Regions from separate parts of the Pan troglodytes genome. Here all the other regions are linked to region 1. Evidence: chromatin contacts called from public HiChIP or PLAC-seq data. All regions are on one chromosome and are shown on one strand. Each heading gives the region's core, a stretch centred on a gene start, on an enhancer-like site or on the middle of the called end of the contact. The rest is flanking DNA. Distances are from core to core; before and after follow the strand shown. Region 1 holds the start of DPYSL5 (dihydropyrimidinase like 5). Region 2 holds the start of TMEM214 (transmembrane protein 214). Region 3 holds the start of EMILIN1 (elastin microfibril interfacer 1).

Region 1 (4,509 bases), core at 149-2,648:
AAACATTTACAGTCACTAGAGGGCTCTCTCTCCCTTAAGCGAAAAGCGCAGCACCGCCCGCGCGCGGTAGTCTCGGAACCCCGCCGCCGGGAGGCCGCTGGCAGCTCCACGCCACCTCCCTGCAGCCCAGTCCATTTTGCCTACATCCCTGTCCGGGCAAGCCCTGGAGAATCCATAGGGCAGTGCCCCAAGCTGGAGCAGTTTTCACAGCCACATCCCGGGCTGCACTGGGTTGGGGATGCTTTGAGGTTCCTCTGGGGGCTCCCTGCTCTCTGCTTACCAAGCAGAGGGGAGTTGGGAAGGGGAGAAGGAGTGCAGACTCAGGGGTGGGGTAATCCAGAAATGCATCCCTCAAAGGCCAGCCTGGCCTGGTCCAGGCCCTAAGCTCTCTGGGGAAGGACGGCAGGGAACCCCGCCTTGGCGGGCTCTGCGGGTCCTGCGCCCGGGTAGATTTTGCTGAGATGGGGAGAGGGGACCCCCTCCACGCCCCCGGAGTAGTGAACACCATTTTGTTTGAAAGTATCCTGCAAAGAGAACCACCTCACGAGGCCATGGCTGCCAGGGGACTCCTCTCCCCACCGGATCGCCGGGGAGCCCGGGGAGGGAGGGATTCTGCAGCTGCAGCTTGGGGGTCCTTGATGCTGCATTTTAACGCGCATCGCAACGCCTTTGGAGTGACATTAAGTGCAAAGAGGCAAATGACTAATCCAAACTATTATTACAACTGCAGAAAATAACACAGATCAATGGCAAAGGCTTGAACCGGGATTAGCTAGGGAGGTGGGACAAACCGGGGATGATCCTTCCTCTCCTTTTTTAGATTTGTTTATTTTGGTAAATTATGTATGTATTTAAACATGAAGAAACAGGTGAAGCGAATGTAAATTGGGTTATAAATAATTTCCAAAGGCTTCGCTGTCCCTTGACAGAAGCCAGAAATAAGACAGGCACTGGGCCTGAGCGCTCTGGACAGGGAAGCACCCGCGTGGCGCTGGGCAAAATCTTCTCAGTGGAGAGAACGCACTCCGGGTTCGAGACCTCACCGGGTGCAGATGCGAACTGCGGTGGCCCCAAGTGGCCGTCCACTTTGTTCATGAGAACAGTTTTCCTATAACGCCCACCCGGCCCTTTGCATCCTGCAATCTCGCGGGCGTCGGAGCCGGTCTTGGCGCGAACCAGGCGGCCTCGGCGGGGTCCTGCGGCGGAGGGCAGCGCGGCCGCAGCCCGGGAGAGGGGGCCGCGGCATTGTTTCAGTCCCTGGGGTGGGATCCAGCTGGGGGAGGGGAGGCGGGGTGTCCTCCGGAACCGCCCCCGGCCCTCCCCGGGGACCCGTGCCTCAGCGCGTCCAGGCTTTGTGGTGTCCTGAGTCGCCATGGAAACCCGAGGGAACGCGGAGCCGGGTGCTAGGGGGGTCGGTGAGTTCTCCGGCCGCGCCCTCCGTCCGCTCTCGGACCCCGGCCCTGCAGCAGGGCCTGCCGGGAGTTGTAGTCCCCAGGCGGCGGCGGCGCGCGGCGCCGAGGATGCGGGACGCCGCCTGTCCCCGCCTCCCCTTAACCTGCTAGCTGAGGTGGGGAGCGGCGGGAGGAGCCGGCCGCGCGGTGATTGGCGGAGGCCGCTCCCAGCCCCCGACACGCGCCCCTCCCCCGCTCCCCACTCTGGACTCCCGCGCTGGGCGCGCTGAGGCGGCCCCCGAGCGAGCGCGCGTGCAGCCGCCGCCGCCGCCCCGAGCACCCGCAGCTCCGGCGCCGCGGCGAGACGGAGACGGACCGAGCCACGGGCCCCCGCGGCCGCAGCATCTCGGAGGAGTGGGTGATGGCAGGGGGGTCGGTGGGCTTACCCCTCCCGGGCTAGGAAATCCTCCTCTCCCCCTTCTGTTTCTGCGTGAGGCGCACAAAAGGGCGGGGAGCCGGGTGAGCCTGGGGCCCGGCCGCAGGGGACGCGGCGGGAGGTGTGGTTTGGGGTTGGGAGGTGGCCATCGGGGCTAAGCCGGGGCGCTCTTGGGGTCCTCTTTGTACGCCCACGAAGCGCCGTGCCGGGCCTTGCTCATAGTAAGCGTTTAATGCGTGCTCGCGGGGTTGCAAAGCCCTGGGGTGAGGAGGCGGCTCGGCCGAGGGGTTTCGCGCCTAGCACGCAGTGGGCCGCTTTCCTAGCCGGGCGCGGTGCAGTGGACCGCTGGAGCGCTGGGCGGGGGCGCCTCTGGCCGGGGGCCAGTCCTGCCGGTCCCAGGATCTGCGCTGTCCCCGGTCCCACACACCACCCAGATACACACCCTCCGTCCTTCTCGCCTCCGAGCTGGGATCTGCCCAGCCTGGACCCGACCCGGCGGTCTGTTCCACCGCCAGGCTAACGGAGCGGACGCCTGCAGAGGACTCGCCCGCCGCCTCCGAACCTCCCGCCTGAGCCACAAAGGCCTCCTGCGGCTGCCCAGCCCGGAGCGGGCGCCGAGCTGGGTCCCTCGGCTGGAGCCCAGCGTGGGAGCCCGCCTTGCAGCATCGATCTCAGCGGGCACCGACGTCGACGCCCCGGGCCTGGGGACGGGGCTGTAGTCTGAGCTGGAGAGAAGCCGGGAGAGGGCGAGGGGAGGCCTCGGTTGAGAAAAGATGGGGATGGGGAAGGCTGGGGAGCTGGGTTAGGACAGGTAGTGGGTCTCGGGGAGCAGGGAGTGGGAACTAGGGTTTGAGGAGGAAAGAGAAGGGGCGGGGGCGGGTCCGAAGAACGAGGGAAGGAGCTCGGTGCAGGTGGCGCCCGGCGAGGCTGGTTCTGCTGAAGAATGGGGAGGGGAGGAGGGATGCAGGCGGGTGGAGGCCGCCTGGGTTTGAGGAGGGAGGACGGGAGCGAGGAGAAGACCCGCGCTGTGCGGGGGAGGGGGGCCTCCTGGGAAGGGGAGCCTCCCGAGGATGGAGGGGCAAGCAGCTGAGAGGCGGTCTCGGGCCCGAGGGTCCTCAGCTCCAGGCGTGGGGCCCCGCGGCCCAGGTGGCCGGCTGGGCGTGGCCCTCGGACCGGGGGTAGGGACCCAGGATGGCAGATCCGGGACCGGGCTGGGCTGGCTTGGTGAGGAGCTTTGTCTCCAGGCTTGAAACCAGCCGGTAGCGACTCACTTAGGGTTTTGTGATCTTCCGCGGCGCCCACGGCACGCCCTTTTCTCGAGGAGCTGAAAGGCTTTGCCCAGCAGCAGGTGCTGCCAGGGAGGCGGGTCTCCCTTCGGGGAGACCCGGAGAACAATAGCCGACCCTGGTGTCCACCCGACGACAAACCAGGGCCACCCAGGACGCGAGGGTGCAGTTTTCTGGTGCTGGGAATACTCCCTGCGGAACCTCCGGGCACGTGCTGGCTTTGGGGTTGTATGGGGGCCTGGCCACGCCGGGAATCCCGTGTAGGAGGCGCTCCCCCGGCCTGGGGGCCTGCAGACAGCCACCCCCCGACTCCGGCTCGGGTGCCTTCTGGTGCAGCGCCGCCGCCCGCCCCGCGCTGTCCACCCGCTGCCGAGACGCGGCGTGGTTAGCGGCGCGGAGCTGCCGGGCGGCGACGCAGGTGCCAAAGACTGGAGGTCGCCTCGGTGCAGCGCGGGTTCCCCCGAGCAGCGGCTTTGTCTGCCGAGGCGGCCGGAGTCTAGGGGCTGCAGCTGTGCTTTCTCAGGGGGAGCCGTAAGGGCTGGTGCGGATTGTGGTCAAATTGCGGAGAAGCGGGTGGAAATGATCCCGCAAGGGTGAGGCTCTAGGTTTGGGAGCCGCTGCTAGGGGACCAGTGCTTTTCTTTGCCAGTGACCACACCCAAGCCAGTGCGTCTCTTGCAGACTTCGCCCATATTGTCTGCTGACCTAAGACTGGGGTAGCTCTGTGATAGGCGCTGCTTGCCCGTGGGAAAGCAGATGAACCGAATGGAAGCTTAAAACAGGCTTTCAGCAGGGCTTTCCACGCACTCAGCCTCTCGCCCGCCGTCTAAACACCTTGCAAGTCACCGCTGCAGCGCCTTGACATGTGAAGTGACACCCAAAGCCAGAATTCTGTGTTGCACTGTTGCTTTGATAACTGGTTAGATGACAAGTTAAAGGTGAATCTTTAGCATAAAGTTATCATTTTAAATTGCCATTCATTAAAAAAAAGGCAGGAATGTTTTTGTTCCCAGACTGGACGATACTTGGCATTGTAGAACTCATTGATGCCACTTATATTTGCCACTAAGTTAACTGAGAACCTGTTGGTTCTCTTAACCCAGCCTTGAAATCTCAGGATTTGCTTTCTTAACAAGATTAGTGTGTAAGGTGAAGGACTGTGCTGTGGCTGTTGGCTTTTGCCCAGGACAGATGATAGCTGTCAAAGTGAAGGCCTCTTGTCTGAGTGTCCTTTCTGGCCATAGGGAGTCAGCAGTAGGCTATGTCTTGCTGGTTTTAAAGGATGGTGTTTTGAGGAGGTGCCTCACAGAATTTACAAAACTGGTCTGGAAGGACTAGCTGGAACATTGCTCATTGGTTGTTTTTAACTATATTTTAACTGAATTATATATATGTAT
Region 2 (4,338 bases), core at 366-2,865, 180 kb after region 1:
GGGATTACAGGCGTGAGCCACGGCGCCCGGGGAACCAATGAAAATGCTATTTCTCAGAACCCATCTCAGCTGCCATCTCCTTCGGGAAGCTAAACTCCTTCCTAAGGAATGCATCGCTCCCTCAGCTGTTCATCCTGTAGGAATTTGGACTCTCTTAGTTCTTACCATAATACCTCAGTATGGCAGGTAGGAATCTCATCCTCACACACAGTTGTACATGAAATAGCACATTTCCTTAATTGTGATAAGTCACTTTGATTTTATCTTCCCTCATTCTCCTCTGCTGGCATGCTTCAAGGTTCTGAAGGCTCCCAGGATACTAACACCCTCCACGCGGATGTCTGAGCAGGAACCTGTCTGCAGATGCCTCAAGTCTGGGGCTCTCCATCGCTTCCCTGACACATCTGGAACTTGGGATTGACTCTTGTGGTGGGAGGCAGAGCCTGTTCTTTCTCATTGCCTGGAAGGGGAAACCCGGCCCTGGCTGTCCCAGACCCCCAGACTTTTCTCAGCCTCCCATGAGAAGAACTCAGAGGCCGGGAGCAGTGGCTCACTCCTGTAATCCCAGCACTTTGGGAGGCTGAAGAGGGTGGATCACTGAGCCCAGGAGTTTGAGATCAGCCTGGGCAACACAGCAAAACCCCGTCTCTACAAAAAATACCAAAGATTAGCCGGGGGTGGTGGTGGGTCAGGTGATCCGTGGTGGGGGATCACCTGAGCCCTAGAAGTTGAGGCTGCAGTGAGTCGTGATCGCGCCACTGAACTCCAGCCTGGGCGACAAAGCAAGATCCTGTCTCAAAAAAAAAAAAAAATTATTCTCCATTCTCCACCTCCTACCCCAGCTCCCCCACACTCTGCCCTTTCCTCAAGCCCCCATCCTCTTCCTTGTTCTTTGGCAATAGATTTGTATAGCCCATTAAACCCGAGGTTTAATCACCAGCAACAGTAAAGCCAGCACTTTCCTAGAAGGAAGGAAGCATTTAATCTTCAAACTCTCCCTAGAGATGAGGAGCACTACTTCCCTTCCATCCTTCCAGCTCTACAAGAAAGGAAAGAAAAACAGTGGCCGGGCGCCGTGGCTCACGCCTGTAATCCCAGCACTTTGGGAGGCTGAGGGGTGGGGGTGGGGTGGGTCATTTTAGGTCAGGAGTTCGAGACCAGCCTAGCCAACATGGCGAAACCCCGTCTCTACTAAAAATACAAAAATTAGCTGGGCTTGGCAGCGGGAGCCTGTAGTCCCAGCTACTCGGGACGCTGAGGCACGAGAGTCGCTTGAACCTGGGTGGCGGAAGTTACAGTGAGCTGAGATCGCGCTACTGCACTCCAGTCTGGGCGACAGAGCGCGGCCCTGTCAATCAATCAATCAATTGATCAATAAAGGAAAGAAAAACAGAAGCAGTTCTACCAAGTCTCTCAATGCCGTGGCCTTCACATCGACGCTCAATGAACGTTCTCAGAAGGGAATCTCCTCTCCTCCCGGCCTCTTCGCCTGGGCGGGGGCCGCAGGCTGCCGCGGAAGCCTCTTCCCGATGCTCTTCGCTCAGGAGAGCCCGGCCCAGGAGAGCCCGGCCCAGGAGAGGGACTACAAGTCCCAGGCTGCCTTGCGGCGGGCGCCGAGCGCCGGGCGCGCGGTCCTGCGAGGAGACGTGGCAGAGTGCGGCGCGCCCGCGCCGGACCGGAAAGCCGGGGAAGTGGCTGAGGAGGGAGGGCTGCTAGCCATGGCGACCAAGACGGCGGGCGTGGGGCGGTGGGAGGTAGTGAAGAAGGGTCGGCGGCCTGGGGCCGGCGCCGGCGCCGGCGGCCGAGGCGGCGGCAGGAAACGCAGGGCGCTCGGGGAAGCAAACGGAGTGTGGAAATACGACCTGACCCGTGAGTACCCGCCCTGTCCCGCCGCCTACCCCAGGCCTGTCCGGCAGGGTCGCAGCGAGCCGCTCCCAGAACCTGGGCGCGAGCTCGCAGGCACATCCCCGAGCGCCACGCTTGCGTTGTCTGTTTGGAGCCTCACGGGAGGCAGACAGCTCCAGGGAAGGTTGCGGTCCTCACCTCCCAGATGAGTAAACTGAGGCCCAGTGAAGTTGGATACCTTGGCCAGGGTCATGTGTCAGAGGGGCTAGGATTCCGGTCCTCAGACGCTCAGTTCACTGCACACACTCTCCCAGCTGCCCAGGGCCCTAGCTGGTCTCTCTGGGCAGGTGTCTGAGCTTTGAAGAGGTACTGTGGATCATTATACACGGTGCCCCCTCTTTAAGTAACCAGGTCATGGAGGAAGGGACAGGAGGCCCAGCAGTGGGAGAAATGACCGCCACACACTCAACACTCACCAGGAATTATAAGTGACACCTGGTTCTTCCACTGAGGAGTGGAGAAAATTGCCACTTGTTGGTTATAGAGTTGTCATGTCGGAACCAAGAGGCGTTAGGGTAGGACCAAGATGGAAAAAGCTTGTCTTCCCAGACTAGTAGCCACTCACTGAATAAGGCAAACCTCTATATCCAACCTCTCTGCTTGTTCCTACATACTCTGATTTGTCTAATGAAGAACTGCCCCATCTTTATGAAAGAGCCCATAGACTCGAGAGCTGTAATGAAAGAAGCTACCAGGAGAACAGCCTGCCCTGCTCCTTAAGCAGTCCAAGAGGAAGGGACTTTGAGACAGGCTCTTCCCTGGAGATGAATTAGGTGGCAGTGTGGGGAAAGGGACCACTGATAGGTGAGGCCTTGGGGACTCAAGGGTGGCCTGCCTTTCTCTACCTATCTTCACCCCAGCTGCAATCCAGACCACAAGCACCCTTTATGAGCGGGGCTTTGAGAATATCATGAAGCGGCAGAATAAGGAGCAGGTCCCACCCCCTGCTGTGGAGCCTAAGAAACCAGGGAACAAGAAGCAGCCAAAGAAGGTGGCAACTCCTCCCAACCAAAACCAGAAGCAGGGCCGCTTCCGCGGCCTGGAGGAAGCACTGAAAGCTGTGAGTGTGCCTAGACATGAGACGCAGAAAGAATGGGGGCTTGAGATTTAGAGAAGATGAGAGGAGGGGGAGGTGGATGGGCAGCTGAGATCCTATGGGATTTGAAACACTTTAAGGGTTGAGAGGAGTTCAGGAAAAGATGGAAACCCCAGGGGAACAGAATGCCTGCACTTAGAATAGAAAGGAAATGGAAAATTTATAGGGAAACATGGATTGGTAAGAGGAAAGCCTTGAAGACCCAGGAACACCAGGGAGGAGATGGAGAAACTGGTTATGATTCTCTGTCCTATGGAAATACTGATCTTTCATTTTCTGTCTTGTCCTCTGTTTTCCTCTTTTTTTTTTTTTTTTTTTTTTTTTGAGCTAGAGTCTCCCTCTGTCGCCCAGGCTGGTGTGCAGTGGTGTGATCTCAGCTCACTGCAACCTCTGTCTCCTGCCTCAGCCTCCCAAGTAGCTGGGATTACAGGCGTCTGCCACCACGCCTGGCTAATTTTTGTATTTTTAGTAGAGATGGGGTTTCACTATGTTGGCCAGGCTGGTCTTGAACTCCTGACCTCAGGTGATCCGCCCACCTTGGCCTCCCAAAGTGCTGGGATTACAGGTGTGAGCCACCGCGCCTGGCCCTCTGTTTTCCTCTTGAACATGTGGAGGGCCTGAGATCAGCATTTTCAGCTGTCCTGTTCCATTCTTAAAGATGTGGGTACAGCAGAATTGCAGCATTCCATGTTCTTATGCTTAAAAATGGAATCCCTTCTTCTACTGCCACCTAGTTCAACCATTTTCCCACCCCTACCCCATTTCTTTACTCCCTCACTCACAACTAGCCATGGTGGGGGGTTGGGGGATTGTCCCTGGCAGCTGGATGTGGCAGACCTGCAGAAGGAACTGGACAAGAGCCAGAGTGTGTTCTCTGGAAACCCATCCATATGGTTGAAGGACCTGGCCAGCTATCTCAACTACAAGCTACAAGCTCCTCTAAGTGAACCCACGCTGAGCCAGCATACTCATGGTAAGTCCTTCCAGCTTCCTCAAGCTCAGACAAGTTCAAATAAATTCAAAAAGGGTGGTATAACAGATCCCAGTGCCCCACACTGTCCTGATTTCCATGGGTGATTTGGGCTGGTCTCAAATCATCGTGACTGTGAATGTTTCTGGGCCTCATTCTGTGATCCTCCCTCTGGGCCTCCTCAGAGGAAGGATCCCAGCCTCAGTGCAGGGGCCTTTGCCTCCACTCACCATTCTCAGGGAGAGCACCACAGTTCTCAGAGCTGATGGGTGTCTGGTCCTAGCACTCACATTGAGGCCTACGGGCCTTAGATTATCCCTACAGCCTGGTGAGCCGGGAGCTGCGTGGGATCATCCGAGGGCTGCTG
Region 3 (4,398 bases), core at 20-2,519, 230 kb after region 1:
CACCACCTGGAGACCCCGGTCAAGAGCTGCGGGTCAGATGGTGACGGGGACCAAGCTTTTAGATCAAGATGGCACAGGTGGAACTTTCAGGTCAGGCTGACGGCTCTTTGCCTGTCACTGAGAGCTATCAGACTTGCCTCCAGGCCAGGGACTGACTTCCTTTGGTGCTCTAAAGATAGGTCCCAATTTACCTCACCGCCACCCTCATCCAGTTATGGCCTGACCATCACCAAAACAAGCCCAGGACCCATTTTCATTTATCCCTTTAAGAAAGGTTCTTTCTCTTCCTGCCCACGTGCCCTCTACCGCTTGACAGAAGCCTGCTCCCCATTGCCAGGTGCTTTTCTTCCTCCTCTGTTCTTTTTTTTTTTTTTTTTTTTTTTTTTTTTTGAGACAGAGTCTCGCTCTGCCGCCCAGGCTGGAGTGCGGTGGTGTGATCTTGGCTCACTGCAACCTCCTCCTCCCGGGTTCAAGCGATTATCCTGCCTCAGCTTCCTGAGTAGCTGGGATTACAGGCGTGTGCCAACATGCCTAATTTTTGTATTTTTAGTAGAGATGGGGTTTCACCATGTTGGTCAGGCTGGTCTCGAACTCCTGACCTTGTGATCTGCCCACCTCAGCCTCCCAAAGAGCTGGGATTACAGGCGTGAGCCACCACACCTGGCCCTTTCTTCCTCTTCTGTCATCTGTGGATTTCCCATCTGCCTCAGTGGAGTCCTTGACCTTTTCCTCCCTGGCCCAGCAGCACATTCTCCTCTCCTCCTTTCTCCCAAGTCACTGACCTGGTATTTAGTGTGTGTTCTCAGCCTCACCATTGACTTGCTGTGTTACCTTGGACAAGTCACTCTCCCACTCTGACCTCAATTTTCACATCTCTAAAAGGAGACTGCTAGACTAGACGGTGAGTGAAGGCCTGCTGAGCCCTCCGAGTTCATTCTCCCTTGTCCAGTCAGTCCTTGCCTCCCACCCTCCCCTCTGGGCTCCCTCTCTGGGGCCCTCTCCCCCAGGGGAGGTCTGCTCCAGCCCCAGGGGAGCTGCGGCTCTGGCTCCTGTTTCCAGTCGGAGTGACCAGCCCTGGGCCTCCTTCCCAGCTTCGGCCCTGGCTCCATGTGGCCCATCTGAGAGGCTGGCCTCAAGCCCGGCGGCAACTCCACATTTCTGTTTTTCCTTTTTTTTCCCTCTTTCCCGGAGTTAACAAGAAGCAGATGTGGCGCACGATGGTTGGAGAGGTGGGGGGAGGAAGGGGGAGGCCGGACCGCCAGCCAGACAGGGGGGAAGGGAGGGGAGCCAGCAGGGAGGAGGAGGCCAGGGCCCGCCCCACAGCCACTCTCGCGCCTCCGAACAGCCACAGGGGCAAAGCCCTGTCACCCCCAGGATCCGGTCATCAGGGAAAGAGGACAGGGAGACCAGAAGAGGGCCAGCTGGGACGAGGGGGCAGACGCCCAGGAGGCAACTTCTGAGACGCAGCTCCTGAGAGGGGCAGGGACCAGGCGCGGGAGGCCAGAGGGGGCACAGAGAACAAACCCCCTCAGAAGTGAAGAGGAGAGCGGAAGGAACCGAGAGGGGACGGACAGGAGCTGAGGAGGAAAGAGGAGGGGAGAGGGGTCAGGCCAGGCAGCCAAGGAGAAGACGTGTGGCCGGGAGCTATCAGCAGGAAACTGGGACGGACGGACGGGCCAGGCTCGGGCTGTCCTGTGGAGCAGCAGCATCCCCGGGGCCGGCAGAGGCGCCAGTGGCTGGGCGGGATGAGTCTCTGAGGGCCACTGTGGAGCGCCCCGCCATGGCCCCCCGCACCCTCTGGAGCTGCTACCTCTGCTGCCTGCTGACGGCAGCTGCAGGGGCCGCCAGCTACCCTCCTCGAGGTTTCAGCCTCTACACAGGGTCCAGTGGGGCCCTCAGCCCCGGGGGCCCCCAGGCCCAGGTTGCCCCCCGGCCAGCCAGCCGCCACAGGTAAGAGTCTGGATCCCAGCCCGAGGCTTGGGTGGTGAGGAAGGGGTCAGAATGCCACCTCCGCCTGGCTCTCTGCTGTGTCCGCTAATGCAGGGCAGAGGGGGAGTGAGAAGCCCATCCATCAGGTGGCTCCTCACATGCCCACCTTCCCACGGGGCCTTTTCCAGGACCCCCTGAACACATATGTTCCCTGGGTCACCTAGGGGGTCCGCTCCCACATGCCCCAGGGAAGCTACCCTGAGGGGACCGGGCCAGGCCTTCCTCCCAGCTGCCCTCTGTATCCTAGCCCCAGAGCCTCAGGGAGAACTTTTGTCCCCTTCTAGGGCTCCCTTGGCCCCATCCAGTAATCCATAATTCTGACACCACTCCAGCTCTGTTCCCTCCAGCCCTCCAGCCAGACACAGATCAGAGGCCGGCGTGAATGGGGCCAGGAGTATAGAACTGCAATCCCCAAGAGGGGCAGGCTCATCAATGGCTTATTCTCTACTTAACCCCAAGCTGGCCTGCCCGTCTTCTCCTGGAGGGGTGGGGTGGAAGCCAGTGTTCAGATCACCCACAGGGCCCGGGCTGGCTATGCACACACAGCATGCCAAACTGGGGACTGAGACAGGCCCAGAAAGGGACACACATGATTGTGTACATTCAGAGGCTCCCCGGGACCCCACCGCCATGAGGATTGACTGCTCTGTGGTTTTCCATTCTGCGCCTCTCCCCATCTTGAAAAGTCTTTATCTGCTTCTGCTACACAGGAAAGCGTGGGGGATAGGGAGGGTGGCCATGCCAAAGCCCTTGCTCTCACTGATCCCCAAGGGCTCTGCATCTTTGGAGCCTTCTTCAGCCCCTCTGGTAGCCCCTGGGCCCTCCTCCAGGGCGTGGATCTTTGGTCCTTGGACCCAGAGGGGGTTGTACCTACAGGAACTGGTGTGCCTATGTGGTGACCCGGACAGTGAGCTGTGTCCTTGAGGATGGAGTGGAGACATATGTCAAGTACCAGCCTTGTGCCTGGGGCCAGCCCCAGTGTCCCCAAAGCATCATGTGAGTCCCAGGGCTGGGGAACGGGCCCTTGGTGGGAACTGGGTGAGGGCAGATGGTGGGTGGCTGACTCAGGGAGTCTGTATGAAGCAGGGAGCGAGGGCAGGACAGGGGCTAGGGTCACAGCCATTTTGAGGAGATACTGAGACCACAGTTTGGCTGGTGGGAGACTGAGGGCAAACCTGCCTCACGTGCCAGCCCCAGATGCCTTCTCTGGGATGGCTCAGGCTCAAGCAGAGGAGTTCAAGGTTCCAGCACAGGGCAAGGGAAGGAAGAGCAGGGATTTAACCCTTGGCCAAAAAGCTGACAGCTGTCAGCTAAGCAAGGCCACATGTTGGACAGTAAGAGGGACCCAGCCTGAGGGACAGGCCATGCCCACCAGCAGCTGCCCACCCCCGAGGACAGGGACCAGGGTCACTGACAGTACAGGGAGGAATAAAGAGGCCTCCTTCTGCCTCTGCCAGGTACCGCCGCTTCCTCCGCCCTCGCTACCGTGTGGCCTACAAGACAGTGACCGACATGGAGTGGAGGTGCTGTCAGGGTTATGGGGGCGATGACTGTGCTGAGAGTCCTGCTCCAGCGCTGGGGCCTGCGTCTTCCACACCACGGCCCCTGCCCCGGCCTGCCCGCCCCAACCTCTCTGGCTCCAGTGCAGGCAGCCCCCTCAGTGGACTGGGGGGAGAAGGTGAGTGTGGGAGCTGCTGCGAGGGTGGCAAGTTCCAAATGGTGATCCAATGCAATGGGAAATGTGGGGCCAGGCTGCTGGGGGAGTCTTCTCTGGCTCTATGCCAGAGAGAAGAGAGGGGCAGAAGCGTTAGTGAGATCGCAGAGATTCCCTGCCCGTGTGTGTGTGTGTGTGTGTGTGTGTGTGTATTTGTGTGTCTGTGTGAGAGAGAGGGAGAGAGCACGCAAAAGATGGAGAGACTGAGAAAAAGAAGGCCAAAAAAGAGAAGGTGCTTGCACATGCCCACATGTGGCCAAGATCCTTCAAACAGCTGCAGGAGAAAGGGGCATTCCTTTGAGAAGCTTGGTCCGTGGGGACAGACAGTTGAGACTACAAATCCTAGCATGCATTGCACCTGACTACAGATCCCAGACCCCTCCGTGGCCTCTGGAGACCGCAGGTCCCAGCATGCAGCAGTTCCCGTGGCTTGCCTTCTCTCCTGCGTGCTGCACACCGGATGTGCTGTTTCCCTGCCCCGAGATAGCCGTACTATAATTATGCAAACAGGAACTCCTGGCCAACTCTCACCATCCACAGAGCCTCTTGTTTGTCCCCGTGGTGTTGCAGGGAAGTGTCACCCAGTGGTAGCTACTGTTGTGGCATCCAGAGTGCCTCCCTACACTCCCATTTCGCCCCTCTTGACGGCCCCATGACAGAAGAGTGTCATTATCCTTTCACAGAAGAGGAAAGAG

The links. HiChIP or PLAC-seq counts read pairs in DNA pulled down with a chosen protein or histone mark.
Region 2: an H3K4me3 HiChIP or PLAC-seq map of stem cell-derived excitatory neurons shows a contact between it and region 1, with 2.2 times the contacts expected there. The contact joins the promoter of TMEM214 here to the promoter of DPYSL5 in region 1. A contact is called at or near these places in 3 of 7 Hi-C or Micro-C datasets (blood and induced pluripotent stem cells) and 1 of 1 datasets of contacts at active chromatin or transcription factors (stem cell-derived excitatory neurons).
Region 3: an H3K4me3 HiChIP or PLAC-seq map of stem cell-derived excitatory neurons shows a contact between it and region 1, with 2.7 times the contacts expected there. The contact joins the promoter of EMILIN1 here to the promoter of DPYSL5 in region 1. A contact is called at or near these places in 1 of 7 Hi-C or Micro-C datasets (stem cell-derived neural progenitor cells) and 1 of 1 datasets of contacts at active chromatin or transcription factors (stem cell-derived excitatory neurons).

The regions. Positions count from the first base shown.
Region 1 is chr12:96,005,742-96,010,250 of NHGRI_mPanTro3-v2.0_pri, reverse strand. DPYSL5 (dihydropyrimidinase like 5) reads left to right here and starts at 1,398. Exons shown (of 13, transcript XM_003308916.6): 1 at 1,398-1,805.
Region 2 is chr12:95,821,290-95,825,627 of NHGRI_mPanTro3-v2.0_pri, reverse strand. TMEM214 (transmembrane protein 214) reads left to right here and starts at 1,615. Exons shown (of 16, transcript XR_010149175.1): 1 at 1,615-1,869; 2 at 2,766-2,965; 3 at 3,824-3,974; 4 at 4,283-4,338.
Region 3 is chr12:95,775,243-95,779,640 of NHGRI_mPanTro3-v2.0_pri, reverse strand. It overlaps EMILIN1 (elastin microfibril interfacer 1), which reads left to right and starts at 1,269. Exons shown (of 8, transcript XM_515351.8): 1 at 1,269-1,950; 2 at 2,866-2,985; 3 at 3,447-3,667. The coding sequence starts at 1,781.